6 separate regions of the Mus musculus genome follow, and all the other regions are linked to region 1. Evidence: chromatin contacts called from public HiCAR-type, HiChIP or PLAC-seq and promoter capture Hi-C data. All regions are on one chromosome and are shown on one strand. Each heading gives the region's core, a stretch centred on a gene start, on an enhancer-like site or on the middle of the called end of the contact. The rest is flanking DNA. Distances are from core to core; before and after follow the strand shown. Region 1 holds the start of Mcm10 (minichromosome maintenance 10 replication initiation factor). Region 2 overlaps Dhtkd1 (dehydrogenase E1 and transketolase domain containing 1). Region 3 holds the start of Sec61a2 (Sec61, alpha subunit 2 (S. cerevisiae)). Region 4 holds the start of Nudt5 (nudix (nucleoside diphosphate linked moiety X)-type motif 5). Region 5 overlaps Cdc123 (cell division cycle 123). Region 6 overlaps Camk1d (calcium/calmodulin-dependent protein kinase ID).

Region 1 (2,802 bases), core at 111-2,610:
CTATCAGCCGGGCAGTGGTGGTGCACGCCTTTAATCCCAGCACTCAGGAGGCAGAGGCAGGCGGATTTCTGAGTTCGAGGCCAACCTGGTCTATGAGTGAGTTCCAAGACAGCCAGGTCTACACGGAGAAACCCTGTCTTGAAAAAAAAAAAAAAAGAAAAAAAAAGGACTGGCCTATCTAATTATTGAAGTCTCTTTATCACTGTGAAATTTTCATACTAGAATTATTCCTAATCCTGAGCCAGGAGCACAGGCTTTGATAACGATGAGATGGAGAAGAAGAAAACTCCGTGTCCAGGCATCAAGATTCTTTGCTTTCTAGTCACACACTGGGTAAACAGAGTGGAGAGATAGAGACACCAATGCTGTCTTATCTCAAATCAACTAGTGGATGAATTCAGACTCTAAAGAGTGTCACTTGGAGGTGCGTGTGGTCACTGTAATCCCAGCACTCTTGAAGCTGAGGCAGGTTTCAAGAATCCTAGGCCAGGGGTGTGAATCCAGCTCCATGGCAGTGGCACAGGGCATGCTTAGAATCCATGAACCCCGTTATCCAATCATCAGCACAAAGGAAAAGGAAGAGGGGGAGGGAGGAGGAATCCCAGGACACTCTGGATCCTGCTACATACTGTTTTAAAGTAATCCAGGCAGGCACTCTAAACCCAGTAGGTGGGAAGCAGAGTCTTGAGTTCAAGGCTCACCTGATCTACACAGAAAGGTCAAGGCCAGAGCTTCTTGGAGAGACCCTGTCTTAAACATCAACAAAACTGTGCATGGAAGTCTTTGGAATTATGGAGGGTAAATATTCTGCATTTGGAAAATGGTTTTAGACCTATGTATAAATACTTGTAAAGAAAAGTTTGAATTTTACTGAAGAATGATCTGATAAATTATTCTCAACTCTGACATAATCTAGTTCCCTGAATCTGCACTATTCTAGGGATATTGTTTTCTGCGTCCAAAAATATCTAGCCTTTCCCTCGTTTACAGGTGTAGAAACAAAATCTGAAGAAATGGTAGTTCCTGTAGGTCAGACAGAGTGAAAAGTAGAAACTTTCATCTCTCTCTCTATTCAAATCCTAATATCTAAACTGGACATAGGAGCAGCAAAACTGGTTGGGACTTCAATAAGTTTACTTCCAGCAGGGAAACCAGTTGAGTGTTAACTTACAGAGATGGGCTGGAGCTCTGCTATGTGAATCTTAATTATGGGAATCTGCAGCCTCACCAACCGGAAGTTCTTTGCCCATAACAAAGATGGCCAATCAGGTTGCTCTACTGAGAGGCGGTGCTTCCCCCAGCCAAGGATCTGTGTGGTCCAAGAGTTCCGGTGGAGCCAATCAGAGCGTCCTCCACAAATGAACGCGTCGACGTCAGAGTTGGGCGGAGCCCAATTTAGTTTTTTGGCGGGATCCGCTGTGGACCGGGAAGAGGCCCGGGTCTTAGGTAAGCGTCACGGGGTTTGCGTGTGTCCGGAACTCTGGGCATCCACGCAGGGATTGGGGTCTGAGGGAGAGGCGCGGGCTCTGAGGGGCAAAGGCGCCGAGATCTGGATCCAGCGGAGCAGGCGACCTTTGGCCGAGGCTGGAACGGGCAAGGCGCCGGGGCTGGAAGATGGAGGGCTCGAGTGCTTAAGGAGCCCGTTTTGGGTTGTCTTCTCTTTTCTCTTCTCTTTTCTTTTCTCTTCTCTTCTCTTCTCTTCTCTTCTCTTCTCTTCTCTTCTCTTCTCTTCTCTTCTCTTTTTTCTTTCTTTTTAAATATTGGTTGATTATATGTAAGCTGTCTTTATACACACCAGAAGAGCGCGTCAGATCTCCTTACAGATGGTTGTGAGCCACCATGTGGTTGCTGGGCTTTGAACTCAGAACCTTTGGAAGAGCAGTCAATGCTCTTAACCGCTGAGCCACCTCCCCAACCCGGTTGTTTTCTTTTTTTAAGAGCGCCCTTTTATTTTTGTTTTTTAAAAGTTTATTTCTGCCGGACAGTGGTGGTGCACTCTGAAGAGGATCCTTATAACAAGCACACAGTGGTGGACAAATGTGCAGTTAACTAGGGCAGAGGGGCTCTAGAGGGAACCTTCGGGGTATGGCCGACTAGAAAGGCTCAGAAATTAGCTAGTTGGAGATGAGAAAGTACTCTAAAAGAGCTTTCTAGACAAAATGCCTAAGCTGAAAACAGTTCAAGAAGCTGAAAGCAAGCTAATCTAGCAGGAAGATGCAAACACAGGGAATTGAGGAAATAGAAACAAGGAAGAAGGTACCCACCCATTGCTTCTCAGGCGGGCATTGTGGATGTGGTTCTAAGGATAATTGAAAGCAGCAGAATGTAAATAAGTATACCGTAAGCCAGAACAGAACAAGTTAAGCACAATTGCCTGGCCTACACGGTAGGGTTTATATCTGAGGAAACACTAAAGCAAGGCAGAAGGCCATATCCAGATTCGGGGTGCACCAAAACCCAATCCTTTTACCAGAGTGGGTTCTATAGCCATGCTCCCACATACAACAGGAACAAACATGTCTTATAAATTGAATGCAAATGTTTGTTGAAGGAGGCTGGAAATCAGGTCCAAGAACCATCCAGGGAGCAAGCTATACTTGAGGTTAAAGGCCCTCTCTCTGCCTTTCCCCTCTGGGGCCTCTCTCAGAGTTCGTTCACTGTTTGGCAGAATGGCCAGGGTTCTGACAACCTGCTTCCACCTTCCCCAGGACTGCAATTAAAGGAGTTTGATACCATACCTAGCTTCAATGTTATCTTTCTATCTTTTTTTTAAAAAGATTTATTTATTATTATATCTAAGTA
Region 2 (2,802 bases), core at 170-2,669, 920 kb before region 1:
TCTACAGAGTGAGTTCCAGGACAGGCAGGGCTATACAGAGAAACCCTGTCTCAACAAACAAACAAACAAACAGTCTCAAAGCCTAATCCTGCTGACGTCATTCCTCCAGCATGGCTTCCTAAACTTCCCACACAGCACCACCTTCTGGGGTCCGAGTGTTCCAGTGTCTGAACCTACGGGGGGGGGGGGGGGGGGGGGGGGGCTTCTCATTCAAACTACCACAGATGCAAACAGACTCAGTAAACCTAAGGAATGTGTAGCTGTCACATGGCAGAGGTGGGGACAGCCTGCTCTGCTTTCATTCTAAAGCCCTGATCCCCTCATTCCACATCTCCTGCCTGGAAACTAAAGCAATCACAAAACAAACAGAAAAATGAGGCCTGCATCACGAGTCACCGTTTCAGGGTTTATCTCATGTTACCTACGTTATCCGTATTATTGTGCTGCAAGAAAGAGACCCGGGGTCCTGGGCATGCCAGGCAGGAGCTCTACACTGAGATGTAGTCCTACCCCAAGAGTTTTAAATTTCATCCTGAAGTCACTATAGAATCACAGTCCCACATAACATAGAGCAGTCCTCACGAGGAAGGTCTCCTCCCATCGAGTTTCACCACCTTATGGCCATCAACCGGAATTTTAATTTTGCCTTTAGAGAAGGTCTAGATTGGTCAGAGGCTGCACCTCAGTGCAGAATGCTTGCTTGTTACGTGGGAGATCCTGGATATAAGTTCCCACAATTGTTTGGTTTTTTTTTAAAGGAACTATTAATAACCAGTGATGATTCTGTTTGTAATGGAGCTCACGGTGGAAGCAGCAGAGGCACTCTGTTCCGTCCCTCGACTTCCCTTCTGGGCGGCTGCTGCTTCTGTGACATGGTCCCTTTGGTTGTCTTTCACAGGACTGTTAAACCTGGGCAAAGAAGCAGCTTCTCTTGAGGAAGTATTGGCCTATCTGAACCATATCTACTGTGGCCCAATTTCTATCGAAACCGCCCAGCTTCAGAGCCAGGAAGAGAGAGACTGGTTTGCCAGAAGGTTTGAGGAACTGAAAAAGGAGACGTTCACCACAGAAGAACGAAAATACCTGTCCAAACTATTGCTAGAGTCTCAGGTATAAACAGTATCAGCTAGGGGCCGGAGGGGTGGCTCAGTGGTTAAAATCACCTGCTGCTCTTCTAGAGAAGCCAGGTTCAAATCCCAACACCCACATGGTGCCTCATGTTGCTGTTTTTAACTCCAGCAACAGGGGATCCAACGTCTGTGGCTTCTGAGGGCACCCGCACTAATGTGTATACGCTGACGCACAGATACATACAACTATATAGCTAAAAGTGGTAAAAATAAGTACTAGCTAATATCAGTGAGCCAGGCCTTCTCAGTTCCTGCAAAGATCGCTCGCCACTAAAGAGAGGAAAGAAGGCAGTAGACCGTGTCCCTGCCGCTCCCCATTGCTTCAGCACAGCAGACTTAGCAACACTTCACTCCAGGCAGAAGCAAAGTGGATGGCATCAAAGTGCGTTGAAGCATTTGTCTGCTTGTTTTGTGAAAGCTGACAAAGTCCTTGAGATGATGCATCTCGTTTTGTTTCCTGAAGAGATTGCTAAACTCCTGGGCAGAGGTTCTCACTGTAAACTGGTGAAACCAAACCATCAGGGCTGTGGTAAGGACTCAGGCAGGACAAACCAATAAAGCCTATTTCCACCACTGTATCTGGATAGCATTAGACCTTGGTGAGAAAATACTGTGGAGCCTCTACAAAAACTGCTGTTTGACTAAGCAGCAGATAGCCAAGTCCGCCCTTAAGCCTAGAAAAGCAAATAGAGAAGGTAGCTGTTCCCAGATATGTGATACTCTTTACAGCTCCTTCTGGGTCAAGGGTCCTTAGCAGAGCTGTACTATCCCGTGATGCCTCTCTCCATGGATATGTAGTGAAGGGACACAGCTGGGACCACTGGAATGAATAATCTGGGGCCTTCTTACACCACATGGGCCATATCTGCCTTTCGCCTGAGCACTTGACTGTCTTCCGGCAGCTCATATGTCTGTTCCATAGGAGTTTGACCACTTTTTGGCCACCAAGTTTGCCACGGTGAAGAGATACGGCGGTGAAGGGGCAGAGAGCATGATGGGCTTTTTTCATGAGTTGCTGAAATTGTCAGCCTATGGCGGTATAACCGACATCATTATCGGGATGCCCCATAGAGGGAGGTTGAATTTGTTGACAGGCCTTCTGCAGTTACCTCCGGAGGTAAGGTTCCTCTCTATGTGTGCTTTGTTTGTTTGTTTTAATGTCCATGGCTACTATTTTTACCTTTAATTGTTGTTACACAGTCCCCTCCACGTAACCCCAAACTCCTATATTCCTAGATGCATAAATGCAGCCCACTCAGTGACATCTAATGTTACCACTCGGTCCTGGAGAAACAACCGGAGGCTCTTCCCTGGGGAAGATCTTTCTCCCACTCTGGGCACTCCCCAGCTGCCCACGACTCTTAGTCTGCGGCTGAGGCCTCTGGAGCCTCTGGAGCCTTCCCCTTTCCATAATGGCATGTTAGTTGATGTAGGCGTTCAGGTCTCGTTTGGGCAGCCATGTTGATGAGACTCCACAGAGGTAGCTTTTCTATGTCTCTAGGAACTTTCTGTGGTTCTTGCCTGTGCAGGACTGCAGCAGGATGAAGGTGATGGTGCTAAGTTCCTCTAGAAACCGGTGGGGCTCATGAACAGTTGGTGGGATAGCTTAGTGAAGGGGTGGAGCTTCATGCTGACGGGCAAAATCGAGGTTGACTCTCCTGTAATGTTCTTT
Region 3 (2,802 bases), core at 166-2,665, 880 kb before region 1:
CAGCTGGGTATTAGTTGCAGTACTTTGTACTTACTGGCTCCATCATTGTGCCATCTCTTTAACCCTTTCCCTCCCTTTCCTTTCTGCATCCTTCAGTCCTTCTTTCTTTTGCCGAGCCTTATGAATCTTGTCACTTCATTACTACTTATATAAATCTGTAAAGTTTCAAAGGCAAGTTTAATAAGAATAATAGTGTATATTTAAGTTTAAAAAAACCATAATGTACCTTTATTCTCTTATCTTTTGGTTTCTTAAATTAAAAGATATTAAAACTCTAAGATGGAATTTAATATATTTAAAAATGTTTTTGTCTTGCTCTTTCTAAATTTCTTCCTATGCTGCCTCTCACAAGTTTATTATTTCTTGTTACAGTTTTCCCTGACAGAGCTATGAAAATGTCTTCTGCCTTTCTACCTTTATATCAGCCACATTCTGAATTGTGTTGCAGAAAGGGACATTTGAATTATTTCATATGAAACACTACTGTATTTTCTTTCCTCTTAAAAATGTTAGTTTTTCTTATCTGCTGTCCATAATTATGCATGTTTAATGTTCAGTGAGAACTAGAGCTTCAGTTATGTAATTAGTAAGTTGAAATATTAAAAATAATGAATTTTGCTTAAAATGACACATTATTCTTTTTTTTTAATTAGGTATTTTCCTTGTTTACATTTTCAATGCTATCCCAAAGGTCCCCCATACCCACCCCCCATATATCACATTATTCTTAGCAAAATAAAAATTACCACCTTGAAAGAACCATTTTACTCAAATTTCTTATGTTTTCCATATATTTCCTATTTGGGAAAAATAGTCTGAAATTAACTTCTCTAATTTACCTATATTACCTTGGAAGTTTTACTGGGTTTTTTTTGGGGGGGCGGGTTCGAGACAGGGTTTCTCTGTGTATCCCTGGCTGTCCTGGAACTCACTCTGTAGACCAGGCTGGCCTCGAACTCAGAAATCCACCTGCCTCTGCCTCCCGAGTGCTGGGATTAAAGGCGTGCGCCACCACCGCCCGGCCTAAAAAGGTTTCTTTCTGAAAAAGAGAGACAGATAAAAGAGTTTATACCTCTTGATGCCTTGATGTCTATTTTGAAGATGGGGAAGTACTGGAAAGTACTATTGTCTGCAGTGTATTACCAGTTTTCACAAATGTCTAAGAAGTTACAGTTAAGATGGGGCGGAAAGAAAAGTCTGGCTCAGGTAGCTCAGCTCTAGGCCTTGGGGTACCTGGACCAGGAAACCTTATCTAGAAAACAGCTTTGAAAAGGAAAACCCTTGTCCTGGAGTAGAGCAACTAAGAACCGCCCACCACGGCAGGCCGCCCCGCCTCTTGCCATCCAGTCCCGCCCCCGCCGCCGCGCCAACGGTGACCATAGCAACGCGGTGGACGTCCGCCAACGGCCAGGCTAGGTCTGGGAGGAGCCTAGAGCGCATGTCACATGACTCTGTGGGCGGAGCTTGTGCGGGGACGGCCAGAGCGTGTCCCCAGCCTCCGCCGCCTAGGCCAGAGTCGTGAGGAACGGAGCGGAGGCAGCTGCGAGGCCGCGGGTGCCCGCCGGGTGTGCTGAGCCGCCGCCATGGGCAGTGAGTGTGGTGGCTGGAGCGCGAACCTCGAAGGCCGCGGGTCCTTTCGGGCTGTGGGCAGTGGAGTCGCTTACTCCTTGGGGTGGTCTTGGGTGCGGGGGATGCGCAGGCCTCGTTGGGGTCGCCACGGGCAGAGCGAGCTGGGGACCCGCCAAGGCGCCTCGGGTCAGCGAGGCCTTGCCCGGCGGGTCACGGGAACTCAGAAGTCCCGGTTTGCTCCCCTTAGGAGGCGAGGAGCGAGGATGGCGCGGGGAGGCCATTGGCTGGGGGCGGGGGGTAGTTAGCACACTCCACGGCTTGGACCACTTGGGCTTTTTCTGAATCTCAGGAAACTCATTAATTTTTAAATTATTATTCTTGAATCACGCTTCCTTGGTGTGTTGCGACGAATAAGTCTCCCTTTTTTTAAAAAAATATTTTTTATTAGGTATTTTCCTCATTTACATTTCCAATGCTATCCCAAAAAGTCCCCCATAACCTCCCCCACCAAGTCTCCCTTTTTTAAAAATGTGATTCGTAGCATGCGTTTTAGGGGAGGAAAGGCGTGTGATCAGTAGCTCAGCATTTTCCTAGATTAATTCTTCCCAGTCATTCTGTAGTGTTCATTGAAAACTGTAAGTTGGTGCGCAAGGTATGGACGAGGCCTCGCATTATAAGATCCTTCCAGGGCCCTGCCCAATCACTCACCCTCATGTATTTTCACACAGATACTTTACCTAGCAGTTCACATGTTTGTGTATAAAGGGATAACGTTGCGATGCACTCCATTGGCTAACAGTAGACATTTGGGGAAAATTGGAAAGGAAATAAGAGACCCTTGGCCTTGAATTGTGAATAAAAATGGAATTGTGCAACACGGGGAGAGGCAGTACATGGCGGCACGCAACAGCGTTTTTTGATCCTGAACGCCAGTACAGTAATTCATAAACTAGCAATAAATCTCGGAGAGTAGCCTGGGCTGAGATGGGGAAGGGAGGCGATTCTAGACAGTTTCCCAGTGTTGTGACCCATAGTTGTTGTTTTTTTAATTGCAGGTAAATGTTTTCAGAATTTAGATTTACTTTTTTTTTTTTTTTTTTTTTTTTAAAGATTTATTTATTTATTATATGTAAGTACACTGTAGCTGTCTTCAGACACTCCAGAAGAGGGAGTCAGATCTCGTTACGGATGGTTGTGAGCCACCATGTGGTTGCTGGGATTTGAACTCCTGAC
Region 4 (2,802 bases), core at 154-2,653, 830 kb before region 1:
GATACCACCATTCTTAAATAAGAAGCTCTGCTATCCACAACACATCATTATACACTGCAACATTATAAACCATTGATCTTGATTTTGGAAGGTATTCTTTAAGCAATGCTTCCAACCACTTTACCTGTAACATTTCAAACAATGTATACCTCTCCTGTGTGTGTGTGCACGCGCGAGCACGAATTCTAATTCAAAATACAGAGGATTCTGTTCATCAGTTCTAACAAATACCTTTCTAAAGAGGTCAACAGTGGCTGGGGTTTTTCCTCTCTCTCTAATTTAAACTGCTTAGATGCGCTGTGGAAAATGCAATTTATTTTTCTGTGAGGGTGAGTATCAGAAATGTGGTGCTTCTGGACAAATACGTGCTTGGAACATGCCCAAGGCTTCTACATTACAGGAAGCACCAGAGGGTTTGAAAGGCCTGTCTCTTGCAGCTGGTGATTTTTTTCCTTTTTTTTTTTTTTTTTTAAAAAGAAACTGAACTTTGTAGGATGATAGATGGAAAAAGGAGTAGGGAGAAAAATGATATCACAAGTTGTCGTATACAAACTCTTCCAACCTTTTACGATTTCATCATTGCAGAGACATTGATAAAAATATGTGCTTTTTCCACACTGGTAACTTTTTCGGAATTGGACTAAACTTTAAGCTTAAAAGACACAACTTTCCCCTTTTTCTTGATTTCTCAGACGAACATCGCTTCTTTCATCTTCAGGATCGTAAAATACCACCCTCCTCCCCAGAATCGTGCATGCGGGACTTCTTCCCTGTGTCTCTAAAATCTACTTTCCGGAATGAGAAGGGGCCATCCTTCTTGTAGATGCCTCAACTGATGTGTTCCAACATTTACTGTGCTGTTCCCAGGTTCCTCTCGTAGCCCAGGCTGGTCCGCCTGGATCCCGGGTTCTCGTCTCGCGCTCAGGCGCAGACGCGGAGACACGCGCGCGCGGCGGGCTGTACTCTGGGCACCATCGGTTGTGCTCGCGCCCTTTTTTCCCTTCCCCTCTCCAAGGACACTTAGTACCGAGGTTGGCTCGCGCCCACTTACCTACACTAAACTGTGGGATGTGGAAGGGATTGAGGAGGAAAGGAAAAAGGATCAGGCAGAAGCTGCAGTCTCCGTAGAATCAGGCGCCACCGCTAGAGACACCGGCGCCTCTCGTGGTGCAAGGAGGATGTGCACACGTCCTCCTCCAGGCACCCGTAGAAGCTCAGCTAGCTTCAGATGATTACCTTCCGGGTCGAGGTGCATACAGACGAAAGCGGAGATGTAAGCTTCCTAAAAATCTACGCTTTCGTGCCTCTTCTCTGCGGACTCAGATCTCTGTGTGTCTTGCGCGTCTGTGTGGGCACGCTAAGCATACAGTCTACCATGGCTCTAGAGTCTAGCGCCAGCGGACTTTTACGGACCGGAAGAGTCCTTTCTTTAAGACGGCTCGGTCGGCACTTCCGGAAGTGCTGCGCAGGGTTCCGGGAGAGGGCTGGCGGGAGAGGGAAAGGCGGCTATTGACGCGGCAGCTGGAGAATGAAGAAGGAGCATGTTAGTCACTGTCAGTTCTCCGCGTGGTACCCACTTTTCCGAAGCCTTACCATCAAGAGGTAACCTATCCCGGAGTCAAACCGGGGGGTTTGGGTAAATCCCATCCCTTCAGAAAACTAAACAAAATCCGCAGGCCTTCTACTCAGTGGGAGCGACTGTGTCGAGCTGCGGATTTTCTATTGGCTTTGACGGAGCAAGATTAACAAGTAGATCAGTGTTTGCCGTGCGTCCTGTTCGGAATCAAAGAGCGAGTCGAGGGAGGTAGGGAGGCGGTGGGGGTCCTCGGTAGGGTAGATTGAAATAGATACTTTGGGAATTGTCAGAAGCGCAAGGCAATAAACAAAACAAAACTGGAGACTTTGCCTGCTGCTGACCGACAACCCCCTCTGGTGAGAGTTGCGTTCCATCATTGTACAATGAGAACAGTGATACAGACGGTACCTCCAAGTCTGGATGAAGCTCCAGTTTGGTAGTGTGTATAGGTTGCATTGCTACTGACGATCCAGTGTTCTGAGAAGAAGCAACCCATCTGGAGAGAAAGTGGGATCGTTTGGTTTTTGGTTTTGGGTTTTTTTTTTTTTTTTTTTTTTTTTTTTGATTTTTGAGACAGGGTTTCTCTGTGTAGCCCTTGCTGTCCTGGAACTCACTTTGTAGACCAGGCTGGCCTCGAACTCAGAAATCCACCTGCCTCTGCCTCCCAAGTGCTGGGATTAAAGGCGTGAGCCACCACCGCCTGGCTGAGAAGGTGGGATCCTATTCTCTAGTTCTCTGGCCTGGAACAAGGAATCTGTCCAGGTTTGCAGAATGCCCACGGTGAATTGGTGCATCCAAAAACAAAACAAAACAAAACCACAAAAAACAAAATCCTGCCCCCAAGAATTAGATTGTAGAGTCAGAACCCTCTGTCTGGCTTTGAATTCTGGTTCTATCAGCATCTTCAGCAAATTACTTAATCTCTCTAAACCACATTTGAAAACTTAGAAACATAATAGGATTGTCATGAGAATTGCAAAAGAAAAAAAATACTTAAAATGTTGCCACTCTTTTGTAGCACATAGTAAACACATGAAAAATGTTGCCTGTTACCTTTTGGATTTAATAAAGCCTCATTAAAGTGAATTTTTTTTTTTTTAATTTTATTTATTTTATTATTATATGTAAGTACACTGTAGCTGTCTTCAGACACACCAGAAGAGGGAGTCAGATCTTGTTACGGATGGTTGTGAGCCACCATGTGGTTGCTGGGATTCGAACTCTGG
Region 5 (2,802 bases), core at 198-2,697, 790 kb before region 1:
CTGTCCTGGAACTCACTCTGTAGACCAGGCTGGCTTCGAACTCAGAAATCCACCTGCCTCTACCGCCCAAGTGCTGGGATTAAAGGCGTGCACCACCACGCCCGGCTCAGTGTATACTCTTAACTCAGCCATCTCTCCAGGCTCCTATAATCTTTCTGTTATTAGGGCATTGTTTATTACATGAGCAGAGAAAATATATGAAACAAGTCTGTTTCTTGTCTTCTTACCTCTGAAGATATTACCCTGTTAGCTGTCACTTACTCAGGCTATGGACTGAAGTAAGTTGTTCTTTCAAAACGTTTGCCACTGTGTTTTCTGTAAGGTAAAAGTTGTGGACCAAGGGACATGTAGCTGAGCATCAGCTCACCAGTTCTCATGGAATGGATGGAATGGTGGCATTTATTCTTATAACTAAGATAAGCGTAGGTGTTCCACTGTTACATATTCCACAGTTTAAGTGTGCTAGTCACACTTGGGTGTGTGACTAAGAACTCAGAGGCCTTTCCTTACAGCAGTCTGAATTTCAGGCTCTGAAGACCAATCACCTTCCGTAAAACAAACACAGGCTGCTTTTGTGAAGGCAGGCAGGTGTGTGTGAGGGCTCTTTTACATGTTCCCACCCCACCACCACCTGGAAGAGGATAGCGATTTGAAGAGACTAGCTTTAAACATGAAAGCAGCAGGTGCATGCATGCGCACGTCTAGAATTGCTATTGGAGGTTTTACTAAGCAAGTCTTTTTGTGACTGAATCCTTTCCACCGTGCTAAATAAAATAACGACTTCCAAAATTAAGTGTGTGGCATTCTGGAGCCTAAGATGCATTTATTCATAGACCTTGGTTGCTGAGCTATTTGGTTTGAGCTGCCGTGTTCACCTGTATGGTCTTCTGGCCAGCTTCAAAAGCCTCGATCACTACCTATGGTAAATTATGTTAATTGGTGTTTTATGGGCATCATCTAGTAACAGCTACTGAACGTTTTCTTGTCAGGTATTTCTCAGAGGGATTACACACAATACTATGATCATATTTCTAAGCAAAAAGAAGAAATTTGCAGATGCATTCAAGACTTTTTCAAGGAACACCTACAGTATAAATTCTTAGATGAAGACTGTGAGTATTTGCTATTGGTGCAATGAAGTGAGACCTGGCAATGGTCGCTGAGCCTCAATAAAGTAAAGTAAAAGTTGTGGACATCACTCTGGCCTGTCTTCAATACTCAGCTCAGTGTTCTGCACCCCAGCACTTTATTATGTGACCATTGGTGTCACTGATGACTTGTGTTCATGTCACCCCATGTAATTAGATAATGTTATTCAATACCAGGGCACTTCTCTCCACGCTCGGAGAAGCTGGTGCGTTTTACCAGATCTGTCCGTGGAGAGTAGAGTGCTTCTTCTTTTTAGCTTCTGTCTGTTATCTGGGGCAGAAACGGCTGCAGAGCAAACAACTGGGGGTTGTTTTGAGGAACTGAAAGTTTGTGGTATGTAAGAGAGTTTTCAAATAGCATAGAGTTAAACCTGTGATTTATGCCTTTCTTACTTGCCAAGCCTGGGTTCCATAGCATATTTAATTTAAAAAGAAGATGAATCGTGCTGTCTGATAATTACATTCTGTGCTTTCTTATGAGACTCATTTCCCACCTCAGGTATGTGATGGGAGTGCCTTTCACTCATAATTGTCTTGGTGACAGCTTCCTCTGCCCATGCAAGCAACTATGTTGCTATTTGGTTTGTGTTTTTAAGCATGAGCAATCATTACAGTTAGACTTTTATTTCATCAATGAGTCTGTTCATTGTTGTGTTGGGCAGGTTCCTACACTGTAGTCTAACGGGCCTTGGTCCTACTTGGTTCAAGCTGGCCTTGACCCTGCAGCCGTCCTCCTACCTTAGTTTCTCTAGTGCTAGGAAGTGTGAGCCACCATAAGTATTCATGGCTAATTATATTCTGCTGTGTTTAGTAGTAAAGTATACTTGAATTTTCAAAAAGAGATTTAGATTATGAAAGCATTCGCTTATTAGTAACTGAGTTTTTTTTCTTCTTTACAGTTGTGTTCGATATATACAGGGACAGTAGGGTAAGTACTGTAGTTAACTTGCTTTAAAACCAGGAATGGTGAACACAGTACACAGCCATTAAATTTATGAAGGGTCTATTGCTCAGAAAATGTATTCTCAAGATGAAGTCTGTGAAATTCACAATGTAAGATTATTCCTTACAGTAGCATATCCAGCATGAATAAATTCAGTGTGCTTGCTTTGGTGAATTTAGCTCCAGCTGGCCTGGAATTTGTTTTTTTGTTTGTTTGGTTTGGTTTGGTTTGGTTTGGTTTGGTTTGGTTTAGTTTTCAATACTGGGCTTTTCTGTGTAGCCCTGTTTGTCCTGAAACTCACATTGTAGACCAGGCTGGCCTCAAACTTAGACATCCTCCTGTCTCTGCTTCCTGAGTACTGGCATTGAAGGTGTACACTCAGATGGAATTTGTTATGTAAATCAGGTTGGTTTTGAACTCATGACCCTCTTGCTTTTGCCTCCTGTGTGATGGGATTACAGGGTGGTCCCTAAATATAGGACCAGCAATAGAACAAGTGAATAAATGACCACTTATGTCCTTCTTCACACTTCCTGGGAGGTCTAGACCTACTAAAAATCATTCATTGTATACACTTAACAATAGAAATTTGTCATTTGGTTCTTAGGTTTTCTCAAGTCAACTAAAAGGCTCTTTGTGTGACTTGCTTAAGCAAAGATGTAAATTTGTTTACATTTATTTTTTTTTCCTTTAATAGATTTTTCATTTAAA
Region 6 (2,802 bases), core at 98-2,597, 660 kb before region 1:
GCCCAGTTTCTAGTGAGCATTTATAGAGGTAAGCAAACGAGCAAGGGGGACTCCAGCCTGGCACACATCTGAGTGGGGGCTGTTACAGAATTTTGTTTTCCTTTAAAATAATTGGCTGGTGCGAGGAGCCGAGCCATAAACGTAACTGCTGCTTTCCTCCTGATTGGTGGTTGCTAGGGAGCGACTTGGAGGTGCAGGCTTGTTGGTTCAGCCTTAGCTCAGGTTCTCCAAGTTGGACTCTGAACCCAAGATGGAGTTGGTTTGGTCTCTGAGCTGCGCCTCTGGTAAGTGCTGTTGAGGGTTTAACCTTCTTCCATTCTCAATGATAACACGTCCAGGTACTGACCCCTGACTCCCCCCGCCACAACTTCCAGAAGGGTCTTCAAATTAACCTCCTTATTGCATGTTGTGGGTAGAACGTTTTCCTTTTAGGTCTGTGGAGACCATATTTGATCTCTTTTCCAGTTTCATCTTATTTATGCTTCCTGTCTGGGACTTAGCAGAACTTGCCCTTGAAACGGCTTAAACAAGCACTTAGAATCTGGTTTGAGGTAGGATCAACAGCAGTTGATTGTCCTTTTCCTGGCTAGCTGGTTGGGCTTTCTGTCCAAACAGCTGCAGCGCCCTAGGGCAGGTCACATGACCCCTGCTGTCCTGACCACGGGCAGGTCCCAGCCTGGGGTACCTGAGCCTTCACATGCTGTTCCTGACATTTCGGTTTCGACTTTAGCACTGTCCTTTAGAGTTGTGTTTCGGACCCAGGAAGGAGGTCCCCCCCCCCCCCCATCTCCATGTTTGGCCTGCAGCTGTGTTTGTATGATTTCGCAATTTTTCCTTCATCTCAACTGGGCTGCGCGATTGGACCCGTGTCATCTGCAGCCATCGGTAATCTTCACTTAAATTAATCTTTCAAAGAAGCCGATTAAGTTGATTGCGCTCCACAAGCCGAGGTTTGGTGTCCGTACCTTTCAGCTGTTTACAGAAGTGATTAGAATGAGAACTTTGTATATGAGTTTTGGTAACCAGTTAAACTTATTTTTGGATCTTGTCTTAATGGTTTATTTCCATCATGTGCCTGTTTTTAACACAAAAACTGAAAATGAGGAGGGGCGGGATTTAATCTTACTGTGTGCATCTGTGCCTCTCAGGCATCCTAGGATAGCCACGGCCTTGACTCAGCTTGGGTGTCCTAAGAGATCCGTGACGAATCACCAACATTGTTTCTTCTAGCTCTAAGTTCTCTTTGCAGTTAAAACCATTATTTCTAATTTAACATAAGCAAAGACCTTGTGGCCACTGCCTGGGCTGCCTAGTGTAGAATTTAGCCCAATGCATTGCAAACATTTGCCTGCCAATCAATCTGAGTCTGCGCAATGTAGTCTTTCAGAACAGGGAGCGTGCTCCACAGGGAGCCCTTCCTGAGTGAGCAGATTCACTTTTAAGTCCATGGAAAAGTTGACACAGGAAGTTGAGTGTTGTTTAGAGGCAAAGTCAAAGAAAGGTGTTGGCTAACAGCTCTGTTTTGTGTGGCCTAAACTCTGCCTAGGAGTTTTTTTTTTTTTTAAGATTTATTTATTTATGATATGTAAGTACACTGTAGCTGTCTTCGGACACCCCAGAAGAGGACATCGGATCTCATTACAGATGGTTCTGAGCCACCATGTGGTTGCTGGGATTTGAACTCAGGACCTTCGGAAGAACAGTCAGTGCTCTTAACCGCTGAGCCATCTCTCCAGCCCCATGCCTAGAAGTTTTTTAAGACCAATGTATGAAAAGCTTAATTCTAAAGAGGAAATTTAGATGTCTCCCTTCTCTAGGAATATCTTAAGGCCGGAAACGTGCTGGAACCAAGGGTGGCCTTTCTTCTCATCTTCTGTCTCTCAGTCGTTCCTAACTAATTCCACGAAGCCACCAGCCCTCACAGCTTCTCTGTGGACAGATGAATATTTTTTATCATAACTTAAGCATGGTAAATAAAGGATATCACTTTCTTATTGTAAATATCAATGTCTTCAAATGGAACAGTATCATGATTATTTTAACTGTAACCAGTTAAATGGAATGTAAATGCCATAGACATTTGATACCTGTCATTATCATTAAAAAGTACTAGAATCAGCTTAAAATAATAAGTTCTTCCCCTCCCCCTTTCAGCTAATATTCTATTCCTAAGGAATTTTATCCTGGAATACCATATGTATTCCTGCAAAAGTATGTACATAATGTTTAAATTAGATTTCTGTATCAGTAAGGGTCTAAATATAAATATTTAAAAATCTATGTATATAGTTACTTCAGTACTAAGCTAATGATTGTTATCACACACTTGTGTACAAGTAGATGCTTTGTATGTACCGTAACAGTAGAATGCAGAAGTTGTTTCTGGTAAAGCGGTGGAGCCTTTCCACTCACCCTCCCCTAGTCCTGTCCATAATGATGAATATTCATCACTCTGAGGGTAAAGAAACTGTGTCTAAGTAAATACAGAAGTGGAGCTGGAGTGATGCTATGGCAGGCCCTTCCTTGACAGGGTCTCACTATGTAGCCCAGGCTGGTCTAGACTCTGTAGCCCAGGCTGGCCTCAAACTTGCAGTCTTCCTGCCACAGGCTTCGAGGTGCTAGGATTATAGTGAGGAGTTATCACCCTCAGCTCATTGATCTCTTTCTAAGTTGAGCACCAGGCTATTTAGTTTGCTTTCAGCACATCTGTATGTTAGCCTCCTCCTTTCCAGCTGTGTGTTAGCCCCTCCTTTCCAGCTGTGTGTTAGCCTCCTCCTTTCCAGCTGTATGTTAGCCTCCTCC

The links. Promoter capture Hi-C pulls out the DNA fragments that hold promoters and counts their contacts. HiCAR-type assays count read pairs that join an accessible place to other places. HiChIP or PLAC-seq counts read pairs in DNA pulled down with a chosen protein or histone mark.
Region 2: an H3K27ac HiChIP or PLAC-seq map of large pre-B cells shows a contact between it and region 1, with 5 times the contacts expected there. The contact joins the enhancer-like site here to the promoter of Mcm10 in region 1. A contact is called at or near these places in 2 of 39 promoter capture datasets (embryonic stem cells and stem cell-derived epiblast-like cells) and 2 of 115 datasets of contacts at active chromatin or transcription factors (large pre-B cells and stem cell-derived neural progenitor cells).
Region 3: an H3K27ac HiChIP or PLAC-seq map of embryonic stem cells shows a contact between it and region 1, with 6 times the contacts expected there. The contact joins the promoter of Sec61a2 here to the promoter of Mcm10 in region 1. A contact is called at or near these places in 4 of 39 promoter capture datasets (embryonic stem cells, hippocampal neurons and pre-B cells), 2 of 484 Hi-C or Micro-C datasets (CD4 T cells and embryonic stem cells), 12 of 115 datasets of contacts at active chromatin or transcription factors (astrocytes, bone marrow-derived macrophages, differentiating embryonic stem cells and 4 more) and 3 of 9 other capture datasets (adipose tissue, embryonic stem cells and liver).
Region 4: a contact with region 1 is called in a promoter capture Hi-C map of embryonic stem cells, with 5 times the contacts expected there. The contact joins the promoter of Nudt5 here to the promoter of Mcm10 in region 1. A contact is called at or near these places in 15 of 39 promoter capture datasets (the 3T3-L1 cell line, the C10 cell line, the HPC-7 cell line and 8 more), 1 of 15 datasets of contacts at CTCF or cohesin (pro-B cells), 5 of 484 Hi-C or Micro-C datasets (CD4 T cells, Sertoli cells, bone marrow-derived macrophages and 2 more), 30 of 115 datasets of contacts at active chromatin or transcription factors (DN3 thymocytes, the SCID.adh cell line, astrocytes and 17 more) and 2 of 9 other capture datasets (adipose tissue and liver).
Region 5: a contact with region 1 is called in an H3K4me3 HiChIP or PLAC-seq map of pro-B cells, with 6 times the contacts expected there. The contact joins the enhancer-like site here to the promoter of Mcm10 in region 1. A contact is called at or near these places in 1 of 39 promoter capture datasets (pre-B cells), 1 of 15 datasets of contacts at CTCF or cohesin (large pre-B cells), 2 of 484 Hi-C or Micro-C datasets (bone marrow-derived macrophages and embryonic stem cells), 7 of 115 datasets of contacts at active chromatin or transcription factors (the 230-238 cell line, embryonic stem cells, large pre-B cells and 1 more) and 3 of 9 other capture datasets (adipose tissue, embryonic stem cells and liver).
Region 6: a contact with region 1 is called in a HiCAR-type map of embryonic stem cells, with 4 times the contacts expected there. The contact joins the enhancer-like site here to the promoter of Mcm10 in region 1. A contact is called at or near these places in 5 of 39 promoter capture datasets (embryonic stem cells, hippocampal neurons, liver and 2 more) and 2 of 115 datasets of contacts at active chromatin or transcription factors (embryonic stem cells and stem cell-derived neural progenitor cells).

The regions. Positions count from the first base shown.
Region 1 is chr2:5,011,349-5,014,150 of GRCm38.p6, reverse strand. It overlaps Mcm10 (minichromosome maintenance 10 replication initiation factor), which reads left to right and starts at 1,360. Exons shown (of 20, transcript NM_027290.3): 1 at 1,360-1,446.
Region 2 is chr2:5,929,083-5,931,884 of GRCm38.p6, reverse strand. It overlaps Dhtkd1 (dehydrogenase E1 and transketolase domain containing 1), which reads left to right. Exons shown (of 17, transcript NM_001081131.2): 3 at 899-1,110; 4 at 2,053-2,247. Among named protein-coding and RNA genes, the nearest start is that of Dhtkd1, 12 kb to the left of the region's middle. Within about 2 kb of position 1,419, at least 46 of the 459 cell types and tissues checked have an H3K27ac peak or open chromatin away from gene starts, as enhancers often do.
Region 3 is chr2:5,894,045-5,896,846 of GRCm38.p6, reverse strand. Sec61a2 (Sec61, alpha subunit 2 (S. cerevisiae)) reads left to right here and starts at 1,415. Exons shown (of 12, transcript NM_021305.4): 1 at 1,415-1,590. The coding sequence starts at 1,584. It overlaps Gm13267 (predicted gene 13267), which reads right to left and starts at 1,383. Exons shown (of 3, transcript NR_166420.1): 1 at 1,073-1,383. It also overlaps a transcript of Dhtkd1 not described here.
Region 4 is chr2:5,843,635-5,846,436 of GRCm38.p6, reverse strand. It overlaps Nudt5 (nudix (nucleoside diphosphate linked moiety X)-type motif 5), which reads right to left and starts at 1,403. Exons shown (of 10, transcript NM_016918.3): 1 at 1,052-1,403. It overlaps Cdc123 (cell division cycle 123), which reads left to right and starts at 1,260. Exons shown (of 13, transcript NM_133837.5): 1 at 1,260-1,602. The coding sequence starts at 1,529.
Region 5 is chr2:5,803,221-5,806,022 of GRCm38.p6, reverse strand. It overlaps Cdc123 (cell division cycle 123), which reads left to right. Exons shown (of 13, transcript NM_133837.5): 9 at 990-1,112; 10 at 2,048-2,076. Among named protein-coding and RNA genes, the nearest start is that of Gm29984, 21 kb to the left of the region's middle. Within about 2 kb of position 1,447, at least 52 of the 459 cell types and tissues checked have an H3K27ac peak or open chromatin away from gene starts, as enhancers often do. A contact at or near this core is called in the 230-238 cell line, adipose tissue, bone marrow-derived macrophages and 1 more, where this site is marked.
Region 6 is chr2:5,667,721-5,670,522 of GRCm38.p6, reverse strand. All of the region lies in intron 1 of Camk1d (calcium/calmodulin-dependent protein kinase ID), which reads left to right. Among named protein-coding and RNA genes, the nearest start is that of Camk1d, 46 kb to the left of the region's middle. Within about 2 kb of position 1,347, at least 17 of the 459 cell types and tissues checked have an H3K27ac peak or open chromatin away from gene starts, as enhancers often do. A contact at or near this core is called in embryonic stem cells and liver, where this site is marked.